Linked DNA regions of Hordeum vulgare: regions 2, 3 and 4 are each linked to region 1. The links are chromatin contacts, called in public Hi-C maps. All regions are on one chromosome and are shown on one strand. The core of a region is the stretch at or near the end of the contact, and the rest is flanking DNA. Distances in the headings are between cores, read along the strand shown.

Region 1 (2,700 bases), core at 176-2,675:
GAAGCCAAGTACCGACCAGGCGAGCAACTAATCAGAACTGAATCTAGGTCATTGTAAGGGCATGCTAGTTTGATGTCTTATGTATGTATTCTAGCTTATGAGAACCCAGAACAACATGTCTGGAGTATGTCATAGAAATATTTATTATAATAATAATACATTGATGTATTTATGCAAACCTTTCTCTGCTGAATCTCAGCCTCCTTTGCATCCAAAAATTGCTGGGGCACACCACTGGCATTCTGCTGCGCACTTAGAAGGAGGCTCCACAGCTCCCTCATGAACTTTATTGTATTCTTCTCCATGAACCCCGTCAGCTGGATCTGTATGTACTTCCCGTCCACCTCCTGCAAAACAAACAAAAACCTTGTAAAGCTCCTAAGCTCCTACTATTTGGCGGTTAACTTTTACAGGTACAACACATACTTGTTTCACAAGTTCACAAGAAGTTTCAGTAAACTAATCCAATTGGTATTTTGCTAATCCAGTTGGTATTTTGCAAATTGGAAAATGTTGTGGTTTAGCTCCACAAGGTGGCTGTGATTACCTGTCTTACACTATCCAAACAAACCTATGAGAGACTTTGATAGTTCCCGAATTACATGTGCATAATTTCAGTTTTCATTCCTGACTCCTGAGCTACACGATGAAGATAGTTTGGTTCTTTGCTTACAATCTTAAAGCTGAATGGACCAAATCCAATATATCCAGAGATGCTTTACATGAATCGAATGGAGAGTTCAGTTTTCAATTAATAGGCATATCTCAATAAAAAAAAACATCTGTGTTTGTTCAACGAGAAACAAGCATATGTTAAAGAAGTTTATCTTCAAAAAACACACCTTCGCATCGAGCAGGCCGTAGATGAAGTTGATAAGCACTTCGTCCTCGAACCCAAGAAGCTCAGTGACCCGTGTGGCAATCCACGGCTTCATCACGTCCATCTTCACCTTTGACATGTCCACCTAACCCAAGGAAAGAAACAAATTAGCGTTTACCTTGAACCCACGGCAGATACTCCCCTTCTGGACGCTCATCGGCTAGAACCCGATGGAGGCATAGGGCGAGAACGAAAAAGCTAACCTGATGGTCAAGCTCAGACGCGAACTTCTGTGTCTTCAGCAACTTGGCATGCTTGTTGGAGAATCTGGTATCCTGGTCGGCCGACGTCCCCTGATAAAAACACGGCGAGTCAGCGCAGCTGTCACAGATCGGACGAACCGGAAAAAACGAAGCGAGATTGGCGAACTAAATCAATGCGGGGAACCGTGTCCGCTTACCCGGAAGAAGCCTCCTGACATCTTCACAGACGGGCGGCGGCCGCCGGCTTGGGGGGGGAGGATGCCGAGGAGGGATGGCTAGGGTTGGTGCCTTGGGAAGACGACGACGAGTTGGGGATGCAGGGGAGAAGAAGAGGCCGCAGGAAGAGCTATAGACAATAGCCCGATCCAAAACAGTCTCCCTGTCTCAGCTGCCTGGGCCGAGCCCACAGGTCTGTGGGCTTTCGAGTCTGTTCACTCGTAGTACGATGTTCATCACGATTGAAGGAGCAAAATTACTTCCATGTCGTTAGGGTTTTGTTCCTATCGTCCTTCCCTCTCGGCAAATTCCGGTTCTTCCTAACTCGTGATCAGTCAGTCCTAATAGATGACGGTTAGTAAAAAAAAATTGACCGGCTACTATAGGGAAACACCCCACAGATGGTTAGCATTTTCAACGGTGACTCTGAGGCGATCCAGGTCTTCACGTCGCCGTCTCCCATTTTCTCATCGCTGCCGCCGGCAAACCCCTCCGTTCAAATCCAGTTTCATCCAATCCCTAGCCAACAATCATCCCCCGCCCCCCAAGTTAGGTCTCCCGCATGTGTCTAGGGCACGCGGCTGTAAAACTCCCAAAATCCTAGTTTCGTGTTCTGGTTTCTAGTTTGTGGTTTTCGTTTCGGGTGCCACATGGCGTAATAATAATTTCCGAGTTTAAGGGTATATTCGTGAAAGGCTCGACAGAGCGGTGGCTACTCCTCAATGGTGGAATAGGTTCCCTCGTTACAAGTGGTCAATGGTGGAATAGGTTCCCTCGTTACAAGTGGTCAATGGTGATCCACAACATTCTAATCATAGACCCATTGTTTTGGACTTGGAGGGTGGCACACCTATTGAAAGGACGTGGATGTCGCTAGAGGGGGTGAATAGGCGCTTTAAAATATTTACGGTTTAGGCTTGAACAAATGCGAAATAAAACTAATATTTAATTTGTCAATCACAAAACCTAAAACAACTAGGCTCACTTATGTGCACCAACAACTTATGCTAAGCAAGATAAAAAAACTAAGTTATAGCAAGATATATTACAAGAAAGAATATGGCAATCACAAAGTAAAGTGCATAAGTAAAGGGCTCGGGTAAGAGATAACCGAGGCATGTGGAGACGACGATGTATCCCGAAGTTCACACCCTTGCGGATGCTAATCTTCGTTTGGAGCAGTGTGGGGGCACGATGCTCCCCAAGATGCCACTAAGGCCACCATAATCTCCTCACGCCCTCGCACAATGCGAGATGTCGTGAATCCACTAATGGACCCTTGAGGGCGGTCACCGAACCTTTACAACACAAGGTTGGAGCAATCTCCACAACTTAATTAGAGGATCCCAACAACACCACGAAGCTCCATCACAATGAAATATGGCTTCGAGGTAACCACAA
Region 2 (2,700 bases), core at 126-2,625, 690 kb after region 1:
CAGGCGCACGGCCGGCCCACGGAAACGCTGTGTTCCAGAACGCAGCTGCGTGCGCCTCTGTCGCATGTCCCGTTGGCGTGGGCTGTGCTCGTGGCGGTGGCAGCGCAGCACGAGCGCGCTCCTCCTCCTCCATCTCCCATTGTTCCTCCTCCGCCTTCTTCTCCACGTCATCTGTCGACGGCCTTCGGCGCGCTCCACCGACAGGTGCTGCGACCTCCAGTGTAGGAGGTAGGCTTCCTCCTGCTCTGGTGTCGCACCCAACCAGATGGGTGGCGCACTGACCCACTCGCGGAGGCAGCCGGTCAACTAGTAGACCTCCCGCTGCGGCTCCGTGGGTTCGGTCTTGGCGGAGGTGGCACGACGCAGTCGGCGGCGGCGGACAGCGCGATGGCCTCCGCGAGCCGCGCCTCGCATGTCGCCTCCTCCTCTTCGGCCTTGCGTCGCTCTTCCTCCTCGCTCTCGAAGAGAACGACTGCCAGCGCTGCCTGATAGGCGGCCTCTGCCTCCTGGTCCTCCTAGATAACGACGAGCGAGGGGAGCGGAGGGCCTCCTGGCTGCACGCCGCGCCGGCGTTGCCCCTCGTGCTCGACTGCGAACCAGAGCTCCTAGTGGGGAGAGTCGGCCGCGTAGACAGGGTTGAGCCTCTTCTCCGGCGTCAGCAGACACCGGCGGCGACAACCTCCTACGCGTGTATCCGCGCCGATCGCGGCACGGCCGGCACCGGGATCCTCTCCGGATCCAGATGCCAGTGGTGCGGGGGGTGACATCAGGGTACGGCAGGGGGACGCCGTGCTCCCAGTGCCACCACGCTTGGTCTACCGGGAGGCTAACACGCTCGCGAGGCCGGCGGGGAGATCGCGCGGGGGTAGACGAGGGCCTTGTCCTTGTTTTGGAAGGAGCCCGCCATGGCAAGCGGTGCTAGGGTTTGGTTGCCGACGAGGTGGCGAGATGGGGACAGGTGGGTTTTCGAAGCACATGAGGTCGAACCTACCACACGTTCGGATTAAAAAAGGCCGACCGCGGCCGCTGACGCGTGTGCCCGTGAAGGGTGGCCGTCATAAATTAAATTGAGTACCGGTGGTTGGGGCGGACAGCGAGAGGGCGCGCGCGTCCGCTTCGATTCCACGCCGACGCATTTCAGTCTCAAATTTGGACCGGAAATGGATCGGCACATACGCATTTTGACAGTGGACTCGCGCGTTGAACCATCAGTTTTATCCACACATATCTAAACAAACAGCGATGGATGAAATGGATCGTTTCGTAAAAATTGCTCTTATAAGAGAAGGACTCTTTTTTGCTAGTAATATCTGAAACTCTTGACCGGACCGGGCAGATCCGCGGAGGCTCGTCGCTCGTTTTCCCGCCCATGACGCGGAGGTGGTCACCGCCTCTCCCGCACGATCCTGTCCCCACCCTCTCTTATCCCCTTCACCCTCTGGACCAAGAGCGCCCACCCTCCCGCTTCTCCCCGACCGTACGGCCGCACCTCACCACCGCGCTCCCTGCCCCGCAATGCATGCCACACTAGCCACCGCCATCACCTCCATCGGCACTACCAAGAGCTAGCCAGCCAGCGAACACGAGGCGCATTCGCCGCTTACCTAGGGATGTCGTCGTGCCTCGCGCCGCAGTTCAAGTGGCTCCCTTCCACCCGCGCGGTGGTCCCGAGGGAGCCCGGCGGCGGCGGCTGCGCGGCAGGCGGGAGCTGCCGGCCAGGGAGGGTCCAGTGCGCGCTGTCCTCCGCGGCCGTCGTCGAGGCGGAGCGCCTGGAGTCCTTGGCCGCCGAGGCGAGGCGCCTGGTGTACCACGGAGCCGTCGACGCCGGGCTTCCTCCCCCTTCGGATAACGCGAGCCTCCCGGTAATGTCTGCTCACGTCACGTGTTCGGTGCTGTTGCTCCGACGGCCGTGCTTGTCCGCAACTCGCGATAACTGAACTGTATTATACGTATTTCCATTTCCATCGGGGAGATTGGTTTGGAGTGGGCTATGCTGAAATATGTCTGTCCTCGTCCCTTTCTTGCATTGGATGTTGGAAGCAGGGGGACTTCGGGGAGGCGCTTCTCAACCAAGAAGCGGTGGTGACGGCTGCGGCCGCGGAAGCCGTGGCTTTAGCGCGAGCGGCCGCGGAGGTCGCCCGAGAAGTTGCCCGGATGGTGCAAACGGACGACCGTCCAGACGTCGGCGACAGCCATGACGTGGTGGAGGACAGCTACTTGACAAGGGAGGTCCTTCGCACCGAGGTGCGGCCGGGGTCTCGGTATGCTGACGCCCGTTTGCTGGACGACACGGGGTTCGTCAGCATCTTCAGCGACGAATCCGAGTCGGACGACGACGAGCAGGGCGCACGGGGCGTGGCTGTCAAGTCGGCACGTCAGCCCGAGAGAAAAGCTCGGAGAGTGAGGGCGGCGATGAAGGCGGCTAAATCTTTCAGTGATCGGAGGCCCGTTATGGCGTCCTCGAGGAAGAAGAGGGTCAAGGGCTGCCGAAATTCTCTGGGCTGCTTCTACAAGATGTCCGGACGGAAGCTTCTCACAGCGAAGCAAGAAGTTGAATTATCAGAAGGCATTCAGGTAACAAAGACTAAAACAATGCCAAGGACATGTGTGATTTCTTCATGCTGTACAAACATACTCCTGTTTACAGAGGGAGTACCAAATAATGATGTCCTGTTGCTGGTATCTGACTAACTTTATCAT
Region 3 (2,700 bases), core at 97-2,596, 910 kb after region 1:
GGTATCCGCATACCTAGTTCAATGTCGTTACCGGCAAGTGTCTTTACCCGTTCCTTAATACAAGATCCCGTGGCTAACTCTTTAGTCACATTTCTTGCAAGATTGTTGTGATGCTATATTACCGAGTGGGCCGTGAGATACCTCTCCGTCACACAGAGTGACAAATCCCAGTCTTGATCCATGCCAACCCAACAGACACCCTCAGAGATACCTGTAGAGCACCTTTATAGTCACCCAGTTACGTTGTGACGTTTGATACACATAAGGTATTCCTCCGGTGTTAGTGAGTTGCACGATCTCATGGTCACAAGAACAAATACTTGATATGTAGAACATAATAGCAATAAACCGACACGATCATATGCTACGTTCATAGTTTGAGTCTTGTCCATCACATCATTCTCCTAATGCTGTGATCTCGTTATCAAAATACTCATGCCGATGGCAAGGAAACCTTGACCATCTTTGATCAACGAGCTAGTACTTTAGAGGCTCATTAGGGACAGTGTGTTATCTATGTATCTACACATGTATTTGAGTTTCCAATCAATACAATTTTAGCATGGACAATAAACGATTATCATGAACAAGGAAATATAATAATAACCACTTTAGTATTGCCTCTAGGGCATATTTCCAACAGATCCGACTTGGGTAGGCCACCGAAGAAGAGGGTGTCAGTGCATGGTCATGGACGGTGACGAGCTCGACCTCACATCGAGATCTTGTATGAAACAACGTGAGTAATTGTGCCTGATTTTCTTCAAGGAGTCTTCAGTGTAGGAATAATGTCATTCCCGTCCTATTCCCATTCCGTGGATGAGCTTATCACCAATGAAGGGGGGGGGGAGCTGTGTCTTCCACGGGTCTTTCGGGATCAGATAGGTTTGTGTTTATGGTGCATTCGTATGGATTCAAGCTTATCATGGTTTTTAGAGCTTATATAGGCCCCTATGGTGTTTTTCTCTTCGAGGCGTTGATTTGCTTCACAGATCGCAATTGCCGACATCTTCTAGGCAGCATTGACGATATTTCACCTGCTACTTCTACAAGTTCATGGATCAGAAGATATGCTCATGAGTCATGACCTACGATCAATGGACAAATAAAGATTTTGACACGCTCAAGATTTTTAAATGTAATTTTTTTTTATAAGGGTGTCTTCGAAAATAAAACAAATTGGTAGATTGTTTTTCGCAATCTAAAGCAGCATCAATCAAAAAGGAAAAGGGAAGCAGAATCAAAAAGAAAAATAGCCACCAACGGGAGTCTGGTGGTAGCACGCCGCCACGCAAAGGCAGGCACAGCTAAACCCCCAACAAAAACGCGAAGCGAGGGCAGAAGATAGGGAAGAAACCCTTGCCCAGCTCCAGCCTCCAGGAGAGGAAGACCTCGCCCCCTTCCCCCTCCCCCTCCCCCTCCCCCTCCTACCTAATCCGCGGCAGCCAAATGGCGCTCACCTCCCAGAGCCTCTTCTTCACCCCGTCGCCCGCCGGGCCTTCCCGGCGAGGCCGGGGGCGCCCCGTCACCATGTCCGCCGCCGCATCGCACAACTCGCAACCCCGAAACAACCCCTTCGCTGTCTCATCCTCCGCCCCCAAATCCGAATCCAAGACCTCCAAAACCGACCTGGCCCTCGGCTCCGCCATCGCCGCCGCCGCCTCCGGCGCTTTCCTCCTCGCCTCCTCTGGCGGCTTTGGCGGTGGCCCTGGGGGCCCCCTCGGCGGGGGAGGCGGATGGGGCGGCGGCGGCGGTGGTGCCGGTGCCGGTGGCGGTGGCGGCGGCGGGGGCTTCTGGTCGCGGATCTTCTCCGCCGGCGCGGCGAATGCCGACGACAAGTCGTCGGCCGACTGGGACCCGCATGGCCTCCCGGCCAACATCACCGTGCCGCTCTCGAAGCTGAGCGGGCTGAAGAGATACAAGTTATCGGAGCTCAAGTTCTTCGACCGTGCTGCGCCTGGCGGAGGTGGCGCCACCGATGCCGGGCCAGAGGATTCTTTCTTCGAGATGGTTACTCTGCAGCCAGGCGGCGTGTACACCAAGTCGCAGCTTCTGAAAGAGCTCGAGACGCTAGTCTCCTGCGGCATGTTCGAGCGGGTTGACCTAGAAGGGAAGGCCAAACCTGACGGCACCCTTGGCCTCACCGTCTCCTTCACGGAGAGCGTGTGGAGTGCAGCCAAGCAGTTCAAATGCATCAATGTTGGGCTTATGGCGCAGTCCGGCCAGGCTGACTTCGATCAGGACATGACTGAGAGGGAGAAGATGGACTACCTTCGGAAGCAGGAACGTGATTACCAGCAGCGTGTCCGCGGCGCCATGCCGTGCATTTTGCCAGAATCCGTCCGAGGGGAGGTTTTGGCAATGATGAAAAAACAGGAAAAGGTGAGTGCCAGGATGCTGCAGAAGATCAGGGACCATGTTCAGAAGTGGTACCACAATGAGGGCTTTGTATGCGCACAAGTGGTGAACTTCGGAAACCTTAACACCAGTGAGGTTGTGTGTGAGGTGGTCGAGGGGGACATAACCAAAGTGGAGTACCAGTTCCAGGATAAGCTAGGGAATTTTGTGGAAGGGAATACCCAAATTCCTATCATAGACCGGGAGCTGCCCCAGCAGGTATACTGCATACCATTATTAGCTTATAAAACAAACATGGGAGAACAATTTTATTAGTAGTACTATCTGATGTTGTACAGTCAA
Region 4 (2,700 bases), core at 79-2,578, 590 kb after region 1:
ATTCATAAAAAAAAACTGAACCAAACACATCCTAATTCATCGAAAGCTTACAACGCGAGGGACATTGGGATTCTGCCATTTTCTTTATTGGATCATGTTTTACAATTGAGAATGAGCAGTTAAAATTAGTGGTCCAGTGACCCAGAGAACCACAACCACGTCTATACATGACCAAGCTAGAGGAGAGTACAACAAGTTGTGCAAGCAAGATCACGACTTCACGAGGAGGGCACGCATGAGGCAGACACGAGAGCGCGCACGGAGTGTCCATGCACGTCGCCGGCTGGCTTCGGTCGTCGCCGCGGAGCCTTGCGCACGCCGACAGCCGGTCGCCTGGTTCAAGTGGTCCTGGATCCTCGCTACTGCGCCTGCGCCTGCGGGTTGTGCAGCTCCACCGCGCACTGCGACTTGAAGAGCGGCGCCAGGGACGCCGGCTCCGGGACCGGCGACGGCATCGCCGGGTGCCGCCACACCCCGCCCCCGTTGGAGGCAAGCGTCGGCGTCGGCGCCGGCATGGCCGGGTGCCGCCACCCGCCGCTGAGCGCCGGCGTCGTGGCCGTCTCATCTGCACCGTTGCTGACACCATACCCGCCGCGCCGGATCGGGCTCAGGATGCCGTCAGCATCCCCGCCGCTCCTGGTCTCCGCCTGCGCGGCCTCCCTCCTGCTCCCGGCCTGGTCCGCCTCCCACGCCGGCGCCGGGGACGTGACGAGCGGCGACAGGAGCGGTATCGGCGTCCTCCCGTCGCCCCACGCGGCGGCGGAAGGCTGGGCCGCGCCCGGGCCCGCCTGCTCGAGCTGCAGCGACGCGGGCGCCTTCTTCTGGAGCCTGCTCGGCGGGCGCTTCTTGCCGCCAAACACCTCGCCGGTGCCGGGCGACAGCTTCATCTCCATGGATCGGCGCGTACGTGGACTCAGCTGACCCGCGATCGCGCTCTTCTTTCTCTCTCTGCAATCTCGTGATGCGCGCATGCGGGGGGCGCGTGGAGGGTTATAAAAGGGCGGCGCGTGACGAGGGGGCGGCCGGGTTTGGAGGAGGCGCGCGCGTGGACGGTGGAGAGAGATCGGTGCGTTTCGGTGGTTCCTTCCTTCCTTCCTTTTAAGTTTTAACCGCAGCTGCTTCCGATTCTCAGCCGAAGATGTGTGCGGTGCAACGGGTGGCCGTTGTGGATGAGCTGTTTCAGCCGTCCGATCGTCTTGAGACGTTGAAAATATCAGTGATCTGGTTTTGAGTGTTACTAGCAAATAGAGCTGGGCATTCGGTTAATATTGTTAATAAGGTTCAGTTTATTCGGTTTTTTATAATTTCGGTTTTAAAGAAATGGCCACGGAAGTAATCACATATGGAGTAGAAATTAGCCTTCAAACCATATTAACCAAAATGTATCGGTTCAGTTTATTCGGTTAACCGAAGAACTGATGTGCATGCACCCATCAGTCTAAAAGCCCCTACTCATGTGCACAAAATAAAAAAAATCAAAAGAGTTAGCAATCTTTTTTTCTTTTTCTTTTTTGATATGAAAGAGTTAACAAGATCTTCCATCCAGGTGCAACCAGAAAATCAGAAAATCGAAAGTGAACTAACCCCTCTGTCTAACCCGTGCGTCCTTCTCCGGTGGCCACTCCGGCCCGACCACCAAAATCAATGGCGGTGGTTATTCCGATCACGGCGGCCGGTAGTTTCCACATGCTTCCTCGACATGGCGCCATCGGATCTCAACTTTGACCTTGAAAGGCTTTTAAATAATACATCAAGAAGCAATGCAGATCATCAGTCAATGCTGCGGATTCACCTCATTCTAGCATCTTTATCCTTGTGGTGAATTTCACTAGCTCGAAGATCAAGCTCAAGCTAGACTTCGTGGGGCTCATCATCCAAGCCTGCTTTGGGGGTTCCGCCAAACATTTTAAAGTATCACATTGTATAAGTTTTGCGTTTCATCACCGGAAGTAGGTTTTGAAATAATTAGGGGAGGAAATCTCTCTACTAATCTAGTCTGTATGGTCCTGTTGTGTGTGTGGGGGGGGGGGGGGTGGAGATGAAGAGCTTAGAAATCTCTATCTCCGATATCAAAGATCAGCTGGAACTGGTTGTACGGTGGTGTCCAATTCACGCCCTTGTCGTTCATATGCTGAAGCTATGCAAGAACCTCGTTTACTCTCATTCTGATTTGCAAATCTGGACGTAGTTTGTCAAATAATTGAAAATCGATCTCGTCTCCCATTAATTCCTCCCAGGTTCAATCAAGGGGTACTGTTAATTCCATCCTAACTGCGCCTAATAACATCGCTTCAGGGAAGGTGGGATCTCTACAAATTCAAAGCTTGCGCCATAAAACATCTCGGAGCCCAGCCATTTTTGTGTGCGTTGCCTAATGGTAAGCCATCTTTAAAAAAAAGGAGGATTATCCCCCGACCTCTACATCAATTGATACATGCACCCATTTTATTAATTAAGAAAGTAACCAAGGTCTTGAGTTCTCCAATACAACGCAAAATAAGATAGAAACCGCTCACAAACGGAATAAAACTGCCACATCCGGCGAATTGAAACAAACACACTATGATGCATATACATCTAGTCTATTAGTAGCTCGCCATTCAAACCGGCTGAAGATAGCCCGTGCGACCGTCTCCCACCGGTTGCACCCAATAGCCATAAGCTTCCTGGAATCCACATGGTTGAATAATGACCATGTAA

Evidence for each region. A called contact is a pair of places that touch in the nucleus more often than the background predicts.
Region 2: a contact with region 1 is called in a Hi-C map of leaf, with 8 times the contacts expected there. The contact joins the promoter of LOC123449035 here to the promoter of LOC123449038 in region 1. A contact is called at or near these places in 2 of 6 Hi-C or Micro-C datasets (leaf and seedling).
Region 3: a contact with region 1 is called in a Hi-C map of seedling, with 4 times the contacts expected there. The contact joins the promoter of LOC123449034 here to the promoter of LOC123449038 in region 1. A contact is called at or near these places in 2 of 6 Hi-C or Micro-C datasets (leaf and seedling).
Region 4: a contact with region 1 is called in a Hi-C map of seedling, with 5 times the contacts expected there. The contact joins the promoter of LOC123450637 here to the promoter of LOC123449038 in region 1. A contact is called at or near these places in 4 of 6 Hi-C or Micro-C datasets (leaf and seedling).

What each region holds. Positions count from the first base shown.
Region 1 is chr4H:479,947,090-479,949,789 of MorexV3_pseudomolecules_assembly, reverse strand. LOC123449038 (serine/arginine repetitive matrix protein 1) reads right to left here and starts at 1,425. Exons shown (of 12, transcript XM_045126106.1): 1 at 1,281-1,425; 2 at 1,084-1,173; 3 at 843-965; 4 at 180-347. The coding sequence starts at 1,301.
Region 2 is chr4H:479,253,461-479,256,160 of MorexV3_pseudomolecules_assembly, reverse strand. LOC123449035 (RNA polymerase sigma factor sigB-like) reads left to right here and starts at 1,375. Exons shown (of 6, transcript XM_045126101.1): 1 at 1,375-1,862; 2 at 2,041-2,574. The coding sequence starts at 1,611.
Region 3 is chr4H:479,041,700-479,044,399 of MorexV3_pseudomolecules_assembly, reverse strand. LOC123449034 (protein TOC75, chloroplastic) reads left to right here and starts at 1,346. Exons shown (of 7, transcript XM_045126099.1): 1 at 1,346-2,616. The coding sequence starts at 1,450.
Region 4 is chr4H:479,361,353-479,364,052 of MorexV3_pseudomolecules_assembly, reverse strand. It overlaps LOC123450637, which reads right to left and starts at 1,328. Exons shown (of 1, transcript XM_045127788.1): 1 at 17-1,328. The coding sequence starts at 971. The coding sequence ends at 360.